Linked DNA regions of Oryzias latipes: region 1 is linked to region 2. The links are chromatin contacts, called in public Hi-C maps. All regions are on one chromosome and are shown on one strand. Each heading gives the region's core, a stretch centred on a gene start, on an enhancer-like site or on the middle of the called end of the contact. The rest is flanking DNA. Distances are from core to core; before and after follow the strand shown.

Region 1 (5,816 bases), core at 1,333-3,832, 55 kb before region 2:
GTGCCCTTACGCTGCACTTTAGTCGTTAGTAAGGTGCGTGTACTGGCTCCTTACTGACCGTACACAAATGCTGCACGCACAAGGTATGCAGGCAATAAAGTGCCTCCCGAAAGTATTTGCCATTTTGCCACATTTCAGGCTTCAAACATAAAGATATAAAACTTTAATTTTTTTCTGAAGAATCAACAACAAGTGAGACACAATCATGAAGTGGAAAGAAATTTATTGTATATTTCCAATATGACCCAATGTTGACCTAAATGACTAATGATGATAAATAGAATCCACCTCTATGTAATAAAGTCTCGGTGTAAATGCACCTGTTCCGTGATAGTCTCAGAGGTCTGTTTAAATCGCAGAGAGCATCATGAAGAAGAAAGAACACACCAGGCAGGTCCGAGATACTGTTGTGGTGAAGTTTGAAGCCGGATTTGGATACAAAAACGATTTCTCAAGCTTTAAATGTCCCACGGAGCACTGTGCAAGCGATAATATTGAAATGGAAAGAGGATCAGACCACTGCAAATCTACAAAGACCCGGCTGTTTGTCTAAACTTTCAGATCAGACAAGCAGAAGACTGATGAGAGATGCAGCCAAGAGGCCCATGATCACTCTGGATGAACTCCAGTGATCTACAGCTGAGGTGGGAGAGTCTGTCCATATGACAACAATCAGTCGTATCCTGCACAAATCTGGCGTTTATGAAAGAGTGGCAAGAAGAAAGCCATTTCTTAAAGACATCCATAGAAAGTGTCGTTTAATGTTTGCTACAAGCACCTGGGAGACAGACCGTAGATGTAGAAGAAGGTGCTCTGGTTAAATGAAACCAAAATCAAACTTTTTGGCAACAACACAAAACGTTATGTTGGGGGGTTGAAAAAATGAAAATTCTGAACAACACACCTTTATCTCAACTTCTTTACCTTTATTTACCCTTACAATACAAACATATAAAGCCTTGTTTCCACTGAGTGGTACGGTACGGTTCAGTTAAGAATGGTCCAGGCAATTTAGGTAAGCGTTTCAAAGTTGGACTGTCACGGCACATGCAGGGTGAAGCTAACAACAACAATGGAGGTCATCCAGTGGTTTGTTTCTTTCCGCTTGGCTTTTGGTACTTCGTATATACAAAAAATTTAATGTTGTTTGAGAAAGGATAATAAAGAGGAAGACAGCCGCTTTCTTGGCGCTTTCTTTTGTTGTAATGATTTTCAGCCATTTAACGGGTTTCAACAGTAGCTCTGCCCTAACCGGTTTCGTTCCATTTTCCTATGGACCATGACAACTAATGGGGGCCCAAAGATGTTACAGTTCGGTCTGGCTTAATGGAAACCCTCAAAATACCGGATCGGACCAGACCAGACCATGCTCAGGGGAAAAGAGGCTTAAGTGTTAATTGTGACCTGTCGCCCTTGGCATGCCCTTTAGAAAACGTTTACATGAACATTTGCAGTGTGCGGGTTCACCGAACATTTGCGGGCCTATGACGTACCATGCCCATTTTTCACTTGTAGACAGCCTGTATCCACCTGCAAGGGCAGTTGTGACTAAGTAATACGGTCATTTTCAATTTCCCTCAGTGGTCTGTCTTATTTATTTTTTGGCTTTCCTTTACAATCATCCTTATTATTGTTATTATTATATGTTCCTATAGTCTCTCTTTGCACAAAGTCAGACGAAGTGTACAGACATTCCTATGCTTTTGGCTGACTGGAGAAGTTTATCTTTAAGACTCGAACTGAGTGACTTCATAACAATCAGCGAGAGCAGTTCTATTCAGAGAGGCGTACAATAAAAGCTTTTATCTTGTTTCAAAGGCTTAGAAGGAAGTGTGATAAAAAAGAAAAGGCATTTCACTTTAATTGTCTTTAATTGTTTTTAACTTGGTTTTCTACATTTTCCTAAACATTTTTCCTCACTCATGCTGTAAGAAATAAAAGACATGAGCCATACACACATTTGATTGGAATTTGTTGCATTATCTCGCTGATACTCGGTGAGGTTGATCAAACTGCACACGAACACTCAACATAATATCAATGAAATGAGTTATTTTAGTACAATGCACAAGTGATGTGTCATGGTGATGGGTCATTAAAAAACATCAAAATGTTTTTTTTTTATGATCACAGGAAATGTTTACAGCCATTGCAATTGCACAATTCATGCTGTTGTGATAATTGTGTTAGTTTTTGTGATAGCAAATAGAAAATGATGGATGCCGAGAGCTGAAAATCCCTAATCGGATCAGCAATTCCATTAGAAATGTACACACTTTTTTGGGAGTAAAATGACTCCTAAATCTGTCAGTTTGATCTCCATACCTCTTCTCTCTTCCATACCTCTTCTCTTCTTGCCTTAAACAGTGACTGTTTAAGGCAATGTTATACAACCGATCACAGAAATGCTGAGAAGAAAGAAGAGGTATGGAGATCTTCTTAGTGGAGATGCTTTTTCTTTCTTTAATGAGCAGACTGCAACATTTTCATTGTTTGTGTGACACATCCTCATAGATAAATACATTCCGAGTCCCCTCTGGCCCTCCAGAAGGTCATTAACCCCAATCTGTCTGGATGGTGCTTGAAGGCAGCGATTAGCATCACCTGACTGATAGTGGGGTTTATGCGTTTGGGACGTCTTCTACTCCTTATGACAATCCTGCAAAACTCCAACAGGATGTGAAACCAACAGACTGTCCACAACACTAGAGGTTTGGGGCATTTCCTTTGTGTCTTTATCCGGGTTAGCATGAAGTAACCAGATGAAAAACAAGAACTCATTTGTCAAAGCCTTATGAGCAGAGACAACAGGATTCACATGGAATTCCCCCCTCCAATGAAAGCTGCTCCTCTGTGTGGAAACTGGGGGGTTGGGTTTCTTTTGTTGTGGGGGTGTAGCATCAACACCATGACGCCCAACTCCCTCGGGGAAAGTCTTTTTTGTTCTTTTTGCAGTGGGGGGACAAGAGCGAAGCAGAAATGATTTGCTTTGCTGCTCCGTGAAGATGTCCTAACAAACTACTGTTCAGAACAAATGGGAAACCTGGAGGAATATACTTTTATCCATAAAAAACCCCAAACATGTATTTGCAAAACCCTTTGATACTTTATAAAACTACAAAGAATTTTCATTATAGAGCCATGATTGAGTAACACAACTGTTTCTGGAAAAATAATCATCATAAAACATTAAGTTTAGATTAATAACCTTTTTAGAAGTACATGGTTATCTTACTTGGGGACTTTGGCCCCACAATTATTAATGGTTAACTGGTTTCCTGATATAAAAAAGGTTCTGGTTTGAATCCTGGCTACAACCTTTGGAAGAAGTTTGCATCCTTCTTCAGGAAGTCTTAAGATGCATTCACACTGATCACAATTTGCGCAGCAGTGGAGTCCAGTTTTAGTGTTAAGTCAAGGCATAGACCCAATCAGATGTCTTGCCTAGCATCTCGATGTTTCCAGAGTTTAATTATTTGAAATGTATCAATACGTTCAGATCAAATGGCACAATATGCACGGGATTGTACTATGGGCATAAGAATTCCAATTGCAGAGGATGTCATCAGCTTGTGTCGCATTTGACAGCGATGGGGGGCGATTTCCTTTCGATAGCCTTGTGACCAATGCGAAGTATAAAGTAGAAACCGGGTCTTAGGGAGCAGAGGTAATTGGCTCCATGATGGAGCCACGACTAGGATAGGCTGCAGCAGCCCTACTATTCCAATTGGTACATGTGGAGTATAAACAATGCATTGATTGGTGGACTTTGAGAGAGCAGCAAGTTAAAGAAACTGGGTCTGTGCAAAAGCTGACTACTTTTTTTGCAGACACAGTTTGCCTCACAGTGGTTTAGTGGTCCTTATAAAAGGTTGTCCTCTTGCAGTGCAGTGAGACAGAGACTAACATGATTGTACGAGGTTCTAGGATCATCAGTATAATTGAATGCCTCGCAGACGCCGGCAGGACTTCTGTTACTGATTTCTTTGTGCCATTTGAAAGTTTCAAATGCCAAACTTGTTTTGTTGCCTACAACACTTTTCAAATGTTCAGTGGGACCGAGGGGGCGGAACGATGAGCTTAACAGTGTGCTTTTATAATCTTTCAGTTACTGTTTTATTGTTTTAGTTGGTTTTGTTGATCCTGGCTGAGCTTTTTTTGCTGACTGAGAACTGAGAAGGGCTTTGGAGGTTGGAATTTGAAGAATTGGATTAGGCTCAGACTCTGAGGCCAGAGGTGAAACCTTTTCAAGATGCTTTCGACGTTTTGGACTCTTGAACCCGGATTCAGTTTCCAAAGGAAGCTCCAAATGTCATGTAAATAGCGGAGGGCCTTAAAACCCTCTCCCACCATCTTTCCCAGTGGACTTTTAATTATGATTGACGTTTTTAGCCAAAAAGAAAAAGTGTTGTTTTCTTGGACATTGTTTCAGGCAGGAGTTCAATAGAATTTCTTCTTAGTTGTGGGTGGGACTGTGGCGCAGACCCCCCCCCCCCCCCCCCCCCATTCTGTTTACACGCTCTCTCGCTAGCTTACATCCCCTCACACCCACAACCTAACCTTAGCTGTGCAACAAAAATGAGCCAGATTTCAGCTCAGACGAGGAAAACCAAGACAAACGTGGACCTATTTGTCTATAAGTGGATGCATCAGAATGGAGTGGAGCAGGGAGCTTGTGGTTTAATGTGTTCTTGTGTGGCAGATGTAAAGGATGGCGGAATCCCATCCTTCCTGTTCCTCTTCTAATCAACATCCTTTGGGTCGCCTCACTGGTGTCCCAGCTGTGAACGTCAGCTGACCCGGCTGAGTGCTGGAAAGGGTCCCGTTCCCCTGGGACTTCACTGAAGTGTTGAAGCGGAAGAGGCCGCGAGTTGGGTTGTTCTATTGGGAGCTCCAGTTTTCCAGTTAGAAATAGATTTGTAAAATGTGGGTGTTGTCAAAAAGTCTCTAGAAACCCCCTTCCTCAGTAAAAATCCCCGTCAGCCTCCAACTTTCTTCCCACTGATGGAATCACTGTTTGCTTCCATGTCTTCTCCTTCCCGCTACCTGAAATCGGCTTAACTTGCATCACTTTGAGGGAACGTCACTCCAGTTCTGTCAGGCTGCACACACACAAGTTTTATGTTGATGTGCTCAGTGCCCGGAGACCTCCTCCACCTCCGCACAGCTGTCAGCCACCTGCTGTTGGAGCCGCTTTGCTCCAGGAAGACATTTCAGATCACTTAGCTTGCATTTAACACCATTCGAAGTTTGGGGAGCGCGAGTCCTGCTTTTCAAGGAGCCATTTGGCAGACAGCTGTACTTTTTCTTGTAAATGTTTTAAAATCATCTTTTTAAAATAGCTTCACAACATGTGACACTATTTTCTGAACTTCCAGGTCTCTGTTTCTCCTAAGTTCCGTTCATTCAGGAAAGCAGTCTTGCTAAGTTTTGACAATTTTTGGTCATATTTTTGCCATTTCTGCTATTATGTCAAAAAGATGCTGAAAACGCAGCACAGTGAAGCCAAGAATAAAAACTTTCACATTCAGCCTCTGTTTTACATCATCTACTCTTATACACTAACTCGAGAAAACAACATTTTGCATCTTTGCATCAATTGTTTCGTATCAAACAACGTCGGGTAGAAGTCCAGCCGTCCTTGGGAGATGTTTGATTTTTGCGTCTTTGAATGCACCGCTTTCTGTTCCCGTTTTCAGATGGCTTTCTAATAGGCCATTAACGTGTCACTATGTGTTTATCTCACATCTGTGCCTTTATCCTCCACTTGCTTTCATCATACTGCTGATGGGACTTGAGGGAGTAGAAATGCCCCC
Region 2 (5,344 bases), core at 2,052-4,551:
TAGCCCGAGGCCAAGCTGATGTGAAAACGGTAGTTGGTGTCAGAAGAGGCTGACTTGGTTAGTTTCGTGAGTGCGATAAAATGAAAAGGACAAATTTAGAAAAAAGAAGAAAGAAGACCAAGCGAAACGTGAAAAGGACAAAGGTATGACATTGAACATTGTTAATGTCATTAGCCTAAGACAACTTTTCTAAATATGCAAAATAAATGTAAATAGTTATGCTAAGGCTATTGTTAGCCTATACTTCTATTTAATCCCAACTCAATTTGTGCAATAAATTCTGCTAGTTAAATACAATTATATATTCACTCATATCCAACCAATTTTTATTAATTCCTTCACTCGTGCTTTTATTAAAATAGCATAATACGACATAATGACCTGCTGTCCTGTTATTTAGATATTTGTAATGACACATATTTAGTACTTTGTCTCTTATTCTCAGTATTATTAGAATTACTTTGTGGTGGTTATTGTCAGAAATTGCATTAAAAATATACAGTTTCAATCCCCTTTACTTTGGTATATTTGTCCAAAAATATTTTTTAAGAATGTTCTATTTTTCCTGTTATATTAGATGCACTTCTAAAAGTCAAACATCAGAATTGCACATCATTGTAAATTACTAGTGTAGTATATAAGGTAAAGATATTTTCATAGTCAGTCACAGTGTGTACATAATTTCATAAAATGTACAACAATCCAAAATGCCTAAATAAATTCCAACAACACAACAACAGATGTGCCTTTTAAGGATTACAAACAACACACAAAAATCGCACTGACCCAGCTAACTGGCCCTTATCCATGACTAATAGGGATCAAACACATCTGGTTTGCAGAGGACAGATTGAGGTGCCATCCACATTTGTTTTTCCCAGGAATGACAATGGTGGAAGAAGTTGCCATAATAACCAGTACTTAAAAAAACGTTATTTAGTGGAGAAGAGAGGAAAAGAGATGAAACATGATTGGTGAAGAAGAAAAATGACTGGAAGCATGCTAGTTCTTTTATCACCTCACATGGCAATGGTCCAGATCATATCCACTGTATGAAAACTTGGAAAAAATTAGCTGTAGGGATAAAAAAAGATAAAGCTAATCAAAATGTTCCTAACATCATCCATGGCTCAAGATCTGCTCTCTGGTTTGGCAATTAAAACCATAAGCTGAGAAACAAACATATGAGGATTTGATTGATGACTTTGCCCGTATTACGACAAGACGAGCACATTTTTAGTTTCTACTAAGAGAAGCAGACCAAGTAAATAGTGTAAGCTATTAAAATTTTCTATTCAATTCAATTTTTTTATATAGCCCAATATTACAGCAATAGTCGTCTCAATAGGCTTCAAGCTTTAAATTCCACTAGTTGTATATATTTTTTTTAAAATCTTATAATGGAAGTCATTTTAAGCCTTAAGCAAACGTGTGATATTATCCATGTAAGAGTTGTTTTTACTTTTAGTATTTTTTCCTAACAGTCCTATAAGGTGTAAGAATTTACAAGCCTCTAGTTGCAATTTTTTTTAATTATTTTTATTTGGTAAACATTTAAAAATAAAGTAAACCGTAAACAGGGATTGTACATTTCTGGGTCGTAATTGGGGGGGGTACCGAGGGGAACTACTGGCGCTGTTTGCCGCGGGCCTCATTTGTGCCAGAAACGCCACTGCAAACAGGTTGCAGGATTTTAACCCTTTGATGCGCAACATGGGTCAAAAGTGTCCCGGCTGAGTTTTTTATTTTTGATATCTTTGCAATAAATTGATGTTATCATTCAGCAGTCAAGGTATTTCTCAATTAACTTGTTTTAGACCATCACACATGATTATTTTATTTTTTCATTTCTTACTTTTTGAATAAAAACTACTTTTGTATCACTACCCCTCTAATGCGCAACATGGGTACAAAATGACCCACATTCATTTTCTGTGTTATTTCTCATATGGCTCAGTATTTACACATTATAACTTTGAAATAAATTACATCTAATCATTTATTCCTCCATATATATTCAAAATATCTTGTTTTTTGTGCCTCTTGAGCACCATGCATGATAATAAAGCAGTGGATGGCAACAGTCGGAAGAAGAAACCAGAAGTGATCCAATACTATAACAAATCAAAATGAGGTGTGGACAAAATGGATCAAATGGTTAGAAACTATTAATGTCAGCGGAGAACACAGAGGTGGCCCATGGTTCTCTGGTACAACATGCTGGATGTTGCCACCCTCTATGCCTTCACTGCACAACGCTCTGGCTGTTTGGGTGGTGTCAGCGATGTTTTTAATCAGGGAGCTGGGCAAAGAGCTTGTCATGCCACATATGAAGAGGTGCACTGAGGGCACACCCCAACACCAAAAGCATGTTTGGGCAGCAGTAGCTCAGGTGGTTGATCAAGCCAGCCAATGATCGGCGGTTCGATCCCCGCTCCCTTCCAATCAACTGTCGTTGTGTCCTTGGGCAAGACACTTCACCCTCCTTGCCTCCAGTGCAGCTCCACTGGTGTGTGAATGTGCCTGAATGATCCTGGTGATGGTCAGTGGGACCGTAGGCGCCAGCCACGCCTGTGTCAGTCTGCCCCAGGGCAGCTGTGGCTACATCAGTAGTTACCATCACCAAGTATGAATGAGGAGTGAATGAATAATGGACACAATGGAAGAACTTTGAGCGTCTGGAAAAGTGGAGATAAATCTAATCCATTCTTATTATGAAAATACAGGCAATCTGTGCCAGTGTGTGCAGAGCACAAATATCACATTATAATTTGTGAGGAATATGAAAACAAAGGTCGCAATTTGTGCACACGGATGTGCCATACCAGTTTAAAGTTGTTAAAATACTGGAACAATTCCGATTGTTAGACATGTTATGCTATCAGGGGTATGTGTTACAAAATGAAAATAACCATGTTTCAATTAAAGACATTAATGTTTGACCCAACTCATTGCAAAAATATTACTTCAAAACAGATGTTATTATGATAGTATTAAGTAATTTGATTAAAATCACACTTGAATGACTGGGTCTTTTTTGATCCGTGTATGTAAATTTGTTGTAAAAACCATTCTTATACATAAAGTATGAAAGGAAAAATGAAAATAATAATCTGGGTTAATAAAAAACAAGATATGTAAAGAATTCTTGGAATATATTCAACAGTAAAAAATATATATATTTTTAAAGATACGACAAAATAAAAACTCATTTAATCATGGGCATAAACGTACATAGAAAATGAATGCGGGCCATTTTAGACCCATGTTGCGCATCAAAGGGTTAAACCCGATGGAGCCTCGCGCCACGGCGGGAGCCGGACGTCGCCAGCCGGGGATCCAGCAGCGGCAGAGGAGACCGCGGAGCCGCGCGGACTCACTGAGAGGACAGTTGGCTTGTTTTTAAACGGCTGCGTGGCAACGCTGCGCGAGGAGGAGGAGGAGGGAGTGGGGCAAGGTGGTGGGGCAGCGTCGACCCACTGAGACCCAAAGAGCAGAACGAGTCGAAACGCTCATGGCATTGAAACGGCAGATGGAGTGAAAGAGGGAGGGGAAAAAAAGCTTGTTTCTTGCACCTGCTAGCTTTGAGTGGAAGCAGCTGTCGCCGCTAGCCGCTGCCGAGAGTGAGCGGCGGGCTTCAGGTGGAGGGAGACGCGTTCAGGTGCCGCCGCGGAGCAGGATGCTTCGGTGCCCCGTCTCCTGCCGCTGATGTCCATTATCCTTCACCCGGACAACAAAACAATCATGAAGGACACAGGAGAGTCGAAAGATCAGCAACTGACTGTGAGTTGGAGCTATTTTATGAAACTTTTTTTTAAACATGTAAAAAAAAAATGTTTTAAGCATATTTATTAAGTCAGTCGAAGGAGCCATTTCTACTACAACTTTAAACGCAACGTTTTAGTCAAAATACTAATGTCTCGTGCCATTTTCCTTTGATGTCCCCGGCACAACCATGTTCTGCTTGTATTTTTAGTCCAGTTATATCAATGTTAAAACCAATCGTCTGCTTGTCATAGTTTTCTCCAATTCTAATTCTGCTGTTGGTATAATATTCTTATTTTATTCTGCCATGTGCTCTGAGCCTAAACCTAAATTATTGAAGCCACCTGACTCCTCTCATTCAGCTCCTAATACACCTTGAGGGCAGTGTTGACAGAGAAAGAAACGACCCTTTTTTTGTGCCATATCTAGCACCTGGAGAAAAGGAAAGTTGTGTCCTTTTTTCACGTGAGTCATAAAATTAAGATCAAAATTCATCTATCTCCTATTTCAGTGTCACTATGGACATAAAGTTGGGTAAAATGTGGCTCCCCATAAAACCACAATAAAATTCATTTATGGTTTTAAAGCAATTTTTTCCCTTATAATTTAGCTTTTAAAGACTTAAAAAAAATTTGATCTTGTTAAGTAAAAAAGGCTTGTTTGTTAAAGATATCCATCGAGTTATGAAAATGCGAAGGCTTAATGGAGCTCTAAATATTTATCAAAATAAAATACATCCTTTTTCTGTTTCTTTTTATTGTTTGTATTGTTTAAATTTACATTTAAAAAGACATAACCGTTTCTTGCTAATCAGATTAGAACTGTTTTTTTGACACGGAAATGTATGGGAAGTGTCTAAATGTACTTGACATATAAACATCGGGTATTACGTGTATTTGTCCGTATAATGGAAAGGTCACCTGTTGTAGCCTAATGCTGTGTGTTGTTTGTCGTCTTCTTAAGAGCACAACACCTGTGCTGCACACGCTTATTCTAAAATAATCTTAATCTGGGGGCCACAAAAGAGACAAAATGGTGGACTTTTATATTGTGTGTTTGTAGAACAGCTCTAATATTCAAAATCATCAAATTCTACTTTTATATATTTAGATTTATGTATAGATCTTTTGCTAATGGGCATTAAACCATGAAAACACAGCTGTAGAAGTGGACCTTATACAAAAAACAATTGAATTCTTTATTTTAAGTCAAAGAATTATTTGTTCTGTTGTGTGCTACAGGTTGCCTTAAGAATCCGACCCCTCAGCGATGCTGAACAGGAGGAGGGGTCCACAATTGTGGCGCACAGAGTGGACGACCAGGTGAGAAGGACACCCTTAACGCTTATCCGCATCTACTCCTCTGACGGATAGCTTTGCCATCCGTGTGCGTGCACAACAAAAAGCGTCTAGCTCTGGGTTTGGCTTTGTGCCCCCCCCCCCCCCCCCTCCTACCAATCATGGGCTCAGACAGATAAGGTGTCTGCGGGGACCTGGGTGAAACCGGCAGCTCTTTTTTAGGAACTTGTTTGCGAAGCTCAAATGTCACAATTCATTTGTAAGTAAATGCGGGATGAGTC

What was found. A called contact is a pair of places that touch in the nucleus more often than the background predicts.
Region 1: a Hi-C map of gastrula embryo shows a contact between it and region 2, with 1.6 times the contacts expected there. The contact joins the enhancer-like site here to the promoter of kif19 in region 2. A contact is called at or near these places in 5 of 5 Hi-C or Micro-C datasets (embryo, fibroblasts and gastrula embryo).

Annotation. Positions count from the first base shown.
Region 1 is chr19:14,213,552-14,219,367 of ASM223467v1, reverse strand. The region is part of intron 2 of ttyh2 (protein tweety homolog 2); the gene reads left to right. Among protein-coding and RNA genes, the nearest start is that of ttyh2, 12 kb to the left of the region's middle. Within about 2 kb of position 2,582, at least 4 of the 8 cell types and tissues checked have an H3K27ac peak or open chromatin away from gene starts, as enhancers often do. A contact at or near this core is called in embryo and gastrula embryo, where this site is marked.
Region 2 is chr19:14,159,612-14,164,955 of ASM223467v1, reverse strand. It overlaps kif19 (kinesin-like protein KIF19), which reads left to right and starts at 3,301. Exons shown (of 19, transcript XM_011488344.3): 1 at 3,301-3,783; 2 at 5,007-5,087. The coding sequence starts at 3,709.